Regions from separate parts of the Mus musculus genome. Here all the other regions are linked to region 1. A link is a contact called in public Hi-C and HiChIP or PLAC-seq data. All regions are on one chromosome and are shown on one strand. The core of a region is the stretch at or near the end of the contact, and the rest is flanking DNA. Distances in the headings are between cores, read along the strand shown.

Region 1 (4,051 bases), core at 1,161-3,660:
TGTTCTAGAGTGGGCTGTGGTGACATTTGTACAACCTGTGCCATATTGAACATGACTAGACTGCTTTAAATGGGTACATTGGAGAGCACGTGAACTGGGTCCGAGCAAAGCTAGTTAGGACACATTGCCTGTGTGAGGAGGGATCTGTCGATTTGCTCAGGGTTGTATCCTCATTGATTTCTGGTGACTGCAAGGACGTTCAACAGTTGGACAGATGATGCCCACTCTGGGCCAGCCCTCCTGGTTCCCGGATGCCAGAGGATGCTGCCTTAAGCCCAAGTGCATTTGGTACCCATTCAGAGCTCCATCGGTCATTAAAGATGGATGGCGCTGGTTGGGGGATGGGCTGAGGGCGAGGGATAAGTTTCAGAAGAGCAAAGAAGGAATATCCAGTTGAAATATCAAGAAAGAGCTTCAAGGTGTGGAGAAGAGAGTCCTTTCAGATAAGAGTGTGACAGGTGGTCATGTGACCAGACCAGATTAGACCGGAAGCTCCAGGAGAGGAAGAATAGGACTAATTCATTGCTGTGTGCTGGGTCCTCAGCCCGGGAGCTCTCAGTGACATGAAAACCTGCTCAAAGACATGCTTCTGTTGTGAGTGGGTGCCAGTGATGGCCAAGGTGACTGCATTTAAGGGCCAAAACCTCAGGGAATCAGAGGAAAAACAGCCCAGTCATGCACACAGAGAGACAGTCTGAGCACGGCCTCTGTCCGTGTCTTACCCCATCTTCCTGGATTCCCTTTTTCAGAGTCTACTTTCCTTCAGTTCCATTGGGGTTTCAATGCTCTCTGTCCTTTACGCAGCTTCCTTGTTTAGTCAGGATCTGTCAGTCTGGGAGGTGAAGGAGGTATAATGTGGGAAAGTGGATACAGTCATGGTTTCCTCGAGACAGGATGGGAAGAGGCAAGGACAGGGCCCCTGGTTTGCTGTCCCTGCCCTTTTTCCTTTTGTACCCCCACCAAGTGACTCATGTGTTTTGCTCTGAGCAAACCCGTAGCCTTTGTCACCCAGTGGAGTGTACAGATGAGGGCGAGCACTCTTCCTTTCTGAAGAGGGAGACTGCTTTGAGCTGAGGCGCCAGCTCACAGTTCAGACCTGGTTACCTGAAACTCTATCACAAAAAGTCCCTGAGCCAAAGGAGAGGGAGTTAACCTGGAAAGGAAGAACAAGTTGCCAAGAGTTTCAAAACACTGGGGCTCAGGACGCACCTGAGCCACACCCTGCAACCTGTCAGATTCGGTGCTTTGTGGGGGAGAGGATTCTGAGCACTGGCCACTCTCAGAGGTTATTTTGGGGGAGATCCTGTTACCTCATTCCCTCAGCCACCAAGCCAGAAATGTGCAGAGACTGTGGTGGTCATCACAGGTGCTGCCACTTAAGGTTTGGTGCTACCCAGGGGTGGGGTGGAGGTGGGGTTCTTTATAATTCTGGTGCTCAGATTCCCTGCTCTGGCCAGAAAATACATCCACAGAGTTGCACAATCATCAAGAGTGTCTAGTTCTAGAATTCTCATCACCTCAGGAGGCAGCCTCATACCTACAGAGGAGCATCTCCTCCTGGTTACTCCTTAGCTGCAAACTCTAGGAACCTCTGGACTGCTTTCTGTTATGGCGGGCTTGCTTATTCTGTGAGTTTCACATAAACATATGCATTTGTGAATGGCTTTTTCCTCTTAGAGTAACATTTTCAAAGTTCAGTCATGTCGTAGCATGGACCAGCGCTTCATTTTTCTCATGTTTGAAGAAAAATAGTTCATTGTATGGTAATACTATGCATTGTTTAGCCATTCAAAAGTTGATGGACATTTGGGTAGATTCCAGCTTTTGGTTTTCGGGAGCAGCTATGCTATGAACAAGCCCCCTGGCACATCGGTCCAAAACACGGGGAGTAACAATGTGCATTTCTTTTCCAAAGCCATCTTTGGAAAGATGGCTCACACAGGAGGAGTCACTGCCACATCACGTTTCCCCCACTGGATGAAAACAAGGGTTTCATTTGTGTATAGAATGGCCAGTCTGTTGTCATGGGGCTGTCTGGCTCTCCATGTGGCTATGGCTTTGGCTCTCTACCCATGGCCCGCAGCTGGGTTTGGAGCTCATACCACGTCCCACTTTTCTCTGTTGCCTTCCTGTTTTCTCATGCTTTTTAGCTGTCACACAGCCATTCTTTCCCAATGCTCTTTTCCATGTTCTCTTTACTTTTGGAGACAGGGTCTCATGTAGCTCAGGCTGGTCTGGAACACAGGGATGACTTTAAAGTCCTGATTCTCCCCCATCGCTTAGTCCGGATTGTTTGTCAACAAGTGCACTATCATCTCTTCCGCCACCACTCCTCGGCTGCGCAGGCGTACTGCCTCGCCCTTCATAGGCTTTTCCACCAGGACTCCTCGACTGCGCATGCGTAGCTCTTCTCCTTGCCTGGTGATGGAGTAGGGCCGGGTACTTGTGGCTCCGCTGTTCACCAACAATACGCGTTCCCTTCCTACGGAGTGTGTAGGCGATGGCGACGGCCGAGGAAAAGCAGACGTCACCTGAGCCCGTGGCCGCGGACGAGCCCGCGCAGCTGCCGGCCGCCGTACGCGCGAGCGTGGAGCGGAAGCGACAGCGGGCACTGATGCTGCGCCAGGCTCGGCTGGCTGCGCGGCCCTACCCCGCGGCGGCGGCCACCGGAGGTGGGGTCCCCTCCACGGGCGCGCGTAGGGCCTCCCTCCCGCGGGTTTGTGACCGCATCCCGGGCCTTCCCGCTGCGCCTTGGCCGCCCGCTCTGGCTCGGTGTGCGGGAACAGCCGAGCACGCCCGCGTCTCTGTGGTCCCTGGCCTTCCCTGTCGTGCCCTTTGCCCGGCACGTCTATGGTGCAGAGCTTTCAGCCTGCGCCGTCTCCCAGGCCAGCACCCAGCAGAACTGACCCTGACCCAGTCTTTTACATGGGCCGCGCCTTCCAGGGCTCAAAGTAGAATAACACTCGCAGAGCCTAGCACTTGGGAGTTACTCTATTGTATTCTTATGGACACCTTGGAAAATGGAAAGGGCAGGGCTTGGTAACCCTGTTTTACTGAGTGGCATGTTGCCCTGGGTTCATTTTGGCTATACTTGGCATTTTAGGGTAGCCCCTGTCTTGCTGTTTTCCGGTTTTAATGTCCGTTGTGCTTTAGGCTGCTGGTATTGCTCTTTGGAGTAATTCACCCGAGTTATTTCTACAAAAGTAATTTACTTCTTTTCAATCCCTCTTTCACAACTCCACTATATATATATATATGTGTGTGTGTGTGTGTGTGTGTGTGTGTGTGTGTGTATGTATATACATATATACATATACACACATATGTATGTATATATTTATATATATATACACACACATATGTGTGTGTGTGTTAAGTACTTGTTTTGGCAGCAGGTATAAATAATAATGCGTATATTTTATGGCTGTTTGTACCTTTAGACTTGCCATTGAATTTGATTTGTTGCTCTTGACCAGCAGAGCTGGCTTGTAACTAACTAGCTTAGATTTGAATCTTTCAAAATAAATCGAAAGCCCTTACTTACCATTTTGTAAAGTAAAAAGTACTTTTCATTATCTTTGTTGGTTATAGTGCAGATCTTGTAAGTCCGAAATTGCACCCTCAGTTTCTCATTATTTGTAGGCGGATGGACACTGTTGGATAAATGGCTTACCAATGTCCATCTACCTGCTGGCAACGTCTAGAGTCATGAGAGTTTCTACAACGTCAGACAGCCTGGCAAGTGCAGAGACAGTATAGTTCAGTTCCACACGAGAAGTCCAGAGCACTAGGAAAGCTAGAAGTAGCCGAAGTAGTAGCCTGATTGCTGGGCCTGTGACCAGAGCTGCTGGGGAGGCTGAGACAGGAGGATCTTGAGTTCAAGAACTGCCAGGGCTAGAGTTCCAGGTCGGCCTGAGCAAGTTAGGGAGGCCTGGACTCTGAAAACTAGGAGAGCCATGGATGTTTCTCAGTAGTCAAGTGCTTGCCTGGTGTGCTCAAGACCCTGGGTTGGAAAAAGAAAAATAGCCGAAGTTAGGCAGGGTCGGTCAGT
Region 2 (4,051 bases), core at 544-3,043, 1.1 Mb after region 1:
CCCTCGTTCATTTGCTATAAATACGAATGACATGCCAGGCTGCTAAGGTGAGCAAGCCCACTCCAGTCAAATGAAGTAGAGAAGTCAAGAGACAAGAGCATTACACACATGGTGGGATGGAGGCCTGCGCCAGACAGATGAGGGTAAGAAGAGAGGAGCAACCAGTCGCTTACAAATACTGTTCTTGTGCACAGACATGCATGTAGCCAAAGCACACTTACGCATAAAATAAAAATAAGTAAATCTTAAATAAAACGCCACTGTCTTGACGTTTAAATGTTTATACAAGAAATAAAATCCCCCCGCCCCCGTGGCACCTTTGGACAGATGAAGAAGACAGACAGCATGCTGTGTTAGACGGGCCCCATTGTTGTCCTTTGAATGTCCTAACCTTTTTAGAGAAATGCCAACACAAACAATAATGTTTGATAGCACAAATCCAGGAACTCAGGCTTTTAATTGGGTATTGAAATTCATATTCAGCCTGCTGGTTTCATACAATGGGCCACTTTTCAAAGGATTAGACGTGCGATCGGTTTGCCAAACGTAAGCGACGTCTAAGCATGGCCTTTCCACTACATCTGTGTGCTTGCTGAACAGCTCTCGGTCAGCATTCAATTGTTGGGTTTGGGTCTAGGTGTTTTGTTTGGGGTTTAAACAAATGAATCGTTGAAGGCTGGGATGTAGGGGGGTACAGGGGGTACAGGGGGGTAGCACTTGCTCAGCATGTGCAAGACCCTGAATTTGCCTTAACCACTGCATAAAACAACACCCCCCCCAAATTTGACTTTACTGCAAAACTGTCTCAGATCCGTGTGTGTGCCCCCATATCCACTTCCAGTACTTCAGGCCAGTCTCTACTTCTCTTGTCTTCTCAGCACAGAGTATCGAACACCTGCATTCTCCCCCTTCAATGGCTTCCTTTATCATGGCTTATGAAATACTGATGACCTCTAATACCCTTTTATCTAAGACCTCGGGATGGTGGGATACAGGGTTGGAGAGACAGCTTACTAGTCAGGAGGTTTATTGCTCTTGCAAAGGATCCACTTGGTGGCTCACAACTGTCTATATTCAAGTTCCAAGGGCTCCGGCTCCCTCTTCTGGCTTCCAGGGCCCCCTGTGTGCACATAAATCAGGTGCATAAAATACGCATAAAAGTAAAAAAAATCTACAAAAAAAATATTTTTTCTTAGGAGTCGTCTTGTCTCCCTCAGCGCAGGAGCTTTCTCTGGCCTCTTTCACATAGCTACTCTCATGAGGTCATCACATTCCTCAAACCCTAGTTTTCAACCAAAGAGCTCTTTTCATGTACTTCATATAATTTTAAATACATATGGACTTAAACAGCTTTTCCGGTTTATCCTCTCCGCCACAGAGTGGATTTCAGAACAGGAGCCACCACCGCTTTGTTCTCTTGGGCCCATAACTAGTAGTTGGTGCAACAGGTACTACACACATCATTTGCGTTGTGCCAAACGTTTTCCACACAACCCACCCATGGCCCCAAGTCCTTCCTGACTTCTAGCTGGGCTCAGGGTGACTCCAGCTCCTATGTGCTCATATGCACGGAGCCCAGGGTGCTGTTAGGCTATAGTGGTGATGGGAAGGATCCGCCCGCTTCCAGGCCCCTAGGAGCCTCCGGCAGTTCCCGCCCACGATGCTGTTCCCACCCCTTCGGAGGCCACGCTCGCCCTCCATCGCCGAGCCCCGCTCGCCCCGCCCTCCTTCCAGTCTCACGGCCGCGCGCGCTCGCAGGCCAGCCCTACACCCGCGTCACGTGACAGCCACCGGGGGCGGGGCTCGCGGCGAAGTCGGACCCCGCTGTGGCCGAGCGCCGCAGTCCTCCGGCAGCCCTGCGGCTTCCAGGGCGTCGCGGCCGCGGCCGGGCAGCGCCGCTCCCTGAGGTAAGAGGCGCAGGAAGGAGGCTTCTCGGGAGCCCGCGGATGCTCCAGGCTCACCGGCCGCTCGGTCCCTCCGTGGGCCCAGCGTTTGGCTGGGGTGCGGGGACCGGGCCTGGGGGCACTGCGGGAGGTGGGGGGCCTCGGCTGCCGGAGCTCCGGGAGAGCTGTGCCCCCGTCCGCCCCCACCCCGGACCCACCCGCGGTCGCCTCCAGCCCCAGGGCTTTGCAAGTGTCTGAGAGAATGAATGCGATTTTGCGGTTTGCTAGCCTTCACCTGGGATGCAGGAGAGAGCGTGCAGTCGCGCACCCAGTGGGTCTGGTTTTAACAAGTCGCGGAGACTCGGTTTCCGCAAATCTTTGAAGGAAGAGGGGACGACCCCCTGCCCGGCCTCCCTCCTGCACTGATGGCAGAGCCGTTTGGAGAGCCAGAACTCCGGAGTTGGTGTTAGTTCCATCCACCACCCACTAGCCAGGCAACCTTGAGCCACGTCGGTGGTGCTTCTGTTAAAAGTAGAGATGATGTAAATGAGCTAAATACCTAATAAAAAATGGAAAAAAAAAATAAATAAATAAAAGTAGAGATGAATTCTTCGGCCCGAGGTTGCTGTGAGGATTAAGCAGGAAACGTTGAGGACTCCTTAGAGAGCACTCTCCGTGTGAGCATTGTTAAAATAGCAATCTAGGAGTCCATGATAGACGTCTTTCTCGCAGTAAGCACACCGTCCTCTGTGAATGTGATTCTGAAAAATGTGTCGTTTTGGCTGAGGAGCCCTCTCCCCTTTCCCAGGCCCCCTTTGCCTTCTGTTTCATATTGGCATGTGAACCTGTTGTTCCTACCGAATGAGTCAGGCAGGATGGGAACGCTAATTTACTTGAGCAGATGGGTATCAGATTCCCTCTGAGGGGAAAGAAAACTGTCAGGCATGTGCTATCACAAAAAAAAAAAAAAAAAAAAAAAAAATACAGTAGGGTGATTGACTGTCTACTGGAAGATGCCTAGGAGCCCATGGAATCCAGCCGTCTCCTGCACACAGAGAAGCTAGACCAAGAACGAGGCCAGGACTTTGATTTTGCTCAGCCATCAACACTGTTGGCCTTGGGTAGTAGAAAGAATGCTTGAGCTTGCCTATGTTCTAACTCAACTGTTCGTTTATTCTGGCAACAAGATCCAGACAATGGTGTCTGCCCCCATGGAGCTGTTTGCATAGCTAGCTATGTTAGTTATATAAAAGTCTGTATGTGCACACACAGGTGTGTGTGTGTGTGTGTGCGCGCGCGCGTGTGCTCACGTGAGTCCATGTCTGTGTGTGTCTGTGCCCCTCTGCTGGTTTGCGGTATGTTTTATGATAACAATAAGCTTTCAGCTCCCAGAGAGCTGGCCTCATAGCATCTGGCCCCAGGAGACCAGCACACAGGAGAGGCTTGAATTGTTTCATGATCCCTGTCAGGTCTCCAGTCCTGGTGGAAGCTTGCTGAGATTTGGAGACGGGAGAAAATGGCACACTTTGTCAGAGCTTTTAGGAAAGGATTTCCTCTGGCTTGGAATGCCTGGATTTCTTTGTCTCTCTGGTCTCTGGCCTCTTATTGTTTTTAGATATCTAAAGAGAGCAGCCCTCAACACGGTGCCTTCATTTTGGTTTCCATGGTTATCAGGGGAATTACGTTTACATGATGGCACCGGTAGCTATTGAGCTGTGTGGCCAACCACCAGTCACTCGTCTGTCGTTCTGGCTTGTTTCGTTTTTTTTTTTTTTTCTTTTTCCAGTTGCAGTGCAGACATATTCTCCCTTTTCTTATTTCCTCCTTTCCTCCTGCTCTTCAACAAGTGACAGTGTGAAGAGGGATGGGATGGGAATGAGAGCCAATGAAATAAAGATAGACATGGGAGAATGTAGAATCCTTTTTTGGCCCATCCCATTGGTGGTGGTGATAATGGTGGCAGCAGTGGTGGTGGTGATGATGGTGGTGATGATGCAGATGCGGAGCTGTGGTATAAGACTAAGGGTATCGTCAGGTGCGAGGGTCAGGTCCGTGGACCTCTGGAAAGATGCAGATGGTGAATCAGCCTGAGCTCGCAGAGGCAGACAGACAGTGTCCTGGGCAACAAGAATGCCTCACCTGCTTTTCAAAGGAGATGAGAGAGAAAC
Region 3 (4,051 bases), core at 570-3,069, 1.1 Mb after region 1:
TGTTTGTTTGTTTGTTTGTTTGTTTGTTTTTCGAGACAGGGTTTCTCTGTGTAGCCCTGGCTGTCCTGGCACTCAATTTGTAGACCAGGCTGGCCTCGAACTCAGAAATCTGCCTGCCTCTGCCTCCCGAGTGCTGGGATTAAAGGCGTGTGCCACCACGCCCGGCTTCAAGTATTATTCTTTTTTTTTTAAGATTTATTTATTTATTATATGTAAGTACATTGTAGCTGTCTTCAGACACTCCAGAAGAGGGAGTCAGATCTCCTTATGGATGGTTGTGAGCCACCATGTGGTTGCTGGGATTTGAACTCCCGATCTTCAGAAGAGCAGTCGGGTGCTCTTACCCACTGAGCCATCTCACCAGCCCTCAAGTATTATTCTTATTTAACCCCAAATTCATTGTTGTTATACAGTGTGCCTGCAAAAAGAGACGTTCTGATATTGGATTATGTGAAAAATTCAGTTGTCCCATTCATGTCTGAAAACTCTAACTTGATTTTCTCTCATCTGTCCAGTGTTGATCAGTTTTGATCTGGGCTCATACTTGCTGTAGTCCAAGATCTTCATTAGAATATTTAAAGATCAGTTACCTCCAAAAAATGAGTGTACAGAAAAAAAATGTGGGAAATGTTAGAATTTCAGTGTCTGGGACACTAGCAGTCTGAGCTCACTAGCTGAGGGTGATAACCTTGACCTCTGTTTTTTGTTTGTGTTTGTTTATCTTGGGATTGTTTGTTTGTTTCAGATTGTCCTTGTAATTACTTTGTAACCCAGGCTGCCCCTAACCTTGCAGTAATTCTTTTGCCTCTGTCTTCTGAGGGCTGAAATTACAGGTGTGAGACACTGTTTCCACCTTGACCTTGAACTCATTCGTTTGTTTGTCTGGAGACAGGATTTTTCTGTGTCACCCTGGCTGTCCTGGAACTCACTCTGTAGACCTGGCTGGCCTTGAACTCAAAGATCTGCCTGCCTGTGTCTCCCAAGTGCTTGAGCCAGCACTGCCCTGACCTTCAACTCTTGACCCCTTTTTTCCAGCAGCCCAGTGCTGGGAACACAGGTGTGTGCAGCACTGTGCTGGCTAGTTTTTGTCAACTTGACACCTAGGAAGCGAAAACCTCAATTGAGGAATTGCCTCCACCAGATTGTCCTATTGGTGAATTTGAGGGTCATTGTGTGACTACTAGTTGATGGAGGAAGGCTTAGCCCACTGTGGGCAATGCCACCCGGCAGGTGGTCCTAACCAATAAAAGTAAGTTAGCTGGTTGAGGCCAGCTAGCCAGTAAAGACAACGTCTCCGCTTGGTTTCAGTTCCCTCCTCTAGGTTCCAGCTTGAACTCCAGTGCTGGCCTCCCTGGATAACGTTAACAGGTTAGGTGAAACACTTTCCTTCCTAAGTTATTTTGGTGGTGTTTATCACAACAGCAACACTATCCAGGGCTTCATGCATCCTAAGAAAACGATTTGGCAAACGAACTTCATTCCCAACTAAGTTGTTTTAAATTTCAAACCTAGGAAGGACAGACTAAAATGTGCATTTCACGAAGTACTGTCTTAGATTCTTCATAAATGTTATTATTATTTATAATGATATTTTTGCACACACCTCCCTACTTTACAGCATAAAACAACTTTACAGGTGGCACTCTCCCGGCTAGGGACCAAAACACAGTCCAGATCCACCCAAGGCTCAGAGACTTAAGGCGGCGGCCGCCCCCTTCAGGTCTCTTTGCTTCAGACACAAGAAGACAGGATGAAATTTTCCCCTCACAGGTTCCCGTCACAGGACAGAAACAAGGGGTGGGACAGGAAGTGGAGCCTGGCTAAGTTCCGGGTGCAGGGCGGCCACTGGAGGAGAGCAAGCTGCTGCTCTCGCAAGCTTTGGAGGCAGAGCCGCCGCAATGTTCCGGATCGAGGGTCTCGCGCCCAAGTTGGACCCGGAGGAGATGAAGCGGAAGATGCGTGAGGATGTGGTCTCCTCCATTCGGAACTTCCTCATCTACGTGGCCCTGCTGCGAGTCAGTGAGTGTCCTTCTGGGCTGTGACCGTGAGGCCACGCGTCCACACCCAACCCTGCACGCGGTCGTGGGGCCTTGAGCTGAGCATCCTGGGGAGAGTGGGGTGCTTGCACGTCCAGGACTGCCCAACTGCGCACACTCTGGGGGTCTGCGGGTCCTGGGGATGTGCCCAGTGCACGTGGTGGCGGAGGACGCGTGGTTAAGTCACCTTTGCTCGCCCAACGTTTGTGCTTAAGAAGCTCCCACGTGTTATCCTCGGAGCAATACCCTCGTTTTGCAAACCTAGAAACGGTCCCCGGAAGGTGGCTGACCCAAGGTCATTTGGCCGTTCAGAGAACGAATACAATTCCGGCTGAGCTCTTAATAAGGTAGCAGGCGCTTTCTCTCTCTGCTTGCCTTTGAAGTACAAGAGATTAGCTTTCTTTATGTTTGTTTGTACAGAGGGTGAAGTAAATAATTGGTTTTTCTTGGAGAATCTCTGAAGCGTTTGATCTCAACATTAACAAAAGTTGCTTGATCTGTGCCACCTCACCCCAAGTGAGAGCTTGAGTTCATAGGACACATACTCAAGGTTAAAGCCATACTGTCAATTTAAAAGTCAGGGGCTGGCTAGGTGGCTCACTGAGTTGCCTGAGCCGGATCCACACGTGGTGGCAGGAGAGAACCAGTTTCCAGAAGTTGTACTCTGACCTCCACACCTGTACCACTTCTTCCTATTGTCCAGTGCTTGCTTGCCTGTGGGAGTCTTCTGGGCAGGGAGAGGCAGGAGCGATTCAAATAATTGAAGAACATACCAACATTTTTAGAAGACTGGAGTTAAGGCCTCCCTCATTTGGGTGCCTCTTTTGCTGTACTCTCTGTATTGCTGGCTCCTCCAGGACAGGACATCTTGGGGGAAATGGAAGCACCCAAAACATCCTGCTTACCCTTTAAACTTTAGCTTTCCCATCCTTCTCTTATAGGCAAGAGCTCTCAAGGAAATGTTAGCTTAGTGCACTGATTTATTCTATTTAATGATTTTTATTTAGAACCGGGCATGGTAGCACACACTTTTAATCCCAGCACTCAGAAGGCAGAGGTAGGTGGATCTCAATGATTTTTTTTTTTTTTTTTTTTTTTAAAGACCAGCCTGGTCTGCAAATGGAGTTCCAGGACAGACAGGGCGGTTACACAGAGAAATCTGTCTTGAAACAAGAGACTTTTGTTATGTGTTTTTCTGCTTGTCTATATGTGAACCACGTGCCTGCAGTCCAGAAGGGGGCGTTGGAATCCCTGGAACTGGAGTCAAGCTGGCCATTAATTGTAAGCTGCCAGGGATGGCTGGATGGCTGGGCTGCTGGGATCTGAACTCAGGTCCTCCTGATTGACCGCAGACACTCTGAACTGCTGAGTCATCTCTATCTCAGCAACGCCACTTGGGTATTCCAGACAGCTCTGTGCACATCATTTATCACATCAGCACAGTAACTGGTGTGATCTGAAGGGCATAGGTGACAGAGTCATAGAGAAACCAGAGTAGGTGTCTGTTCCTCTGCTTGCCTTACACACACACACACACACACACACACACACACACACACACCTCCTAGCCCCTGTTCTCCCAGCATTGGTAATGAAGCCTAATGCCCATTTGATTCCTCTTGCATTTCGTCTTGTTTGGGTTAAAAAGGAATCTGCTCCACCTCCCACCCCCCTCAAGTATACCTTGGGGGTAAAGTCCTTGCCTGGCCCGTGCAAGACCTGGATTTAACTTCCTGTAGTGCAAAATAGGTCAAAGATGCCCACAGTGAAGGGCTGTTGGGGTTACGTACAGCCCTGGAGGAAAGATGCCGGAGTGTGAGGTTGCTTGCTCTTTGTGTGCGATGGTTATTGAGTGACATGGGGGTGGGCAGCTTTGCAAAGCAGCGGATCCCTTCTTGTGGTCAGACACAATTGTTGGATAACAATTTGGAAGTTTCTAGAATCATATTTCATAAAGTCAGTGACATCCACCATCGCCACCACCACCACCATTATAACTGTGCAGTATGGCCTGA

The links. A called contact is a pair of places that touch in the nucleus more often than the background predicts. HiChIP or PLAC-seq counts read pairs in DNA pulled down with a chosen protein or histone mark.
Region 2: a Hi-C map of uterus shows a contact between it and region 1. The contact joins the promoter of Fbxo10 here to the promoter of Xpa in region 1. A contact is called at or near these places in 3 of 39 promoter capture datasets (cranial neural crest, liver and stem cell-derived epiblast-like cells), 1 of 484 Hi-C or Micro-C datasets (uterus) and 1 of 115 datasets of contacts at active chromatin or transcription factors (embryonic stem cells).
Region 3: an H3K27ac HiChIP or PLAC-seq map of embryonic stem cells shows a contact between it and region 1, with 3 times the contacts expected there. The contact joins the promoter of Tomm5 here to the promoter of Xpa in region 1. A contact is called at or near these places in 3 of 39 promoter capture datasets (liver and pre-B cells), 2 of 115 datasets of contacts at active chromatin or transcription factors (embryonic stem cells and large pre-B cells) and 2 of 9 other capture datasets (adipose tissue and liver).

What each region holds. Positions count from the first base shown.
Region 1 is chr4:46,194,670-46,198,720 of GRCm38.p6, reverse strand. Xpa (xeroderma pigmentosum, complementation group A) reads left to right here and starts at 2,410. Exons shown (of 6, transcript NM_011728.2): 1 at 2,410-2,672. The coding sequence starts at 2,501.
Region 2 is chr4:45,082,346-45,086,396 of GRCm38.p6, reverse strand. It overlaps Fbxo10 (F-box protein 10), which reads left to right and starts at 1,793. Exons shown (of 11, transcript NM_001024142.1): 1 at 1,793-1,907.
Region 3 is chr4:45,105,881-45,109,931 of GRCm38.p6, reverse strand. It overlaps Tomm5 (translocase of outer mitochondrial membrane 5), which reads left to right and starts at 1,819. Exons shown (of 2, transcript NM_001099675.1): 1 at 1,819-2,019. The coding sequence starts at 1,899.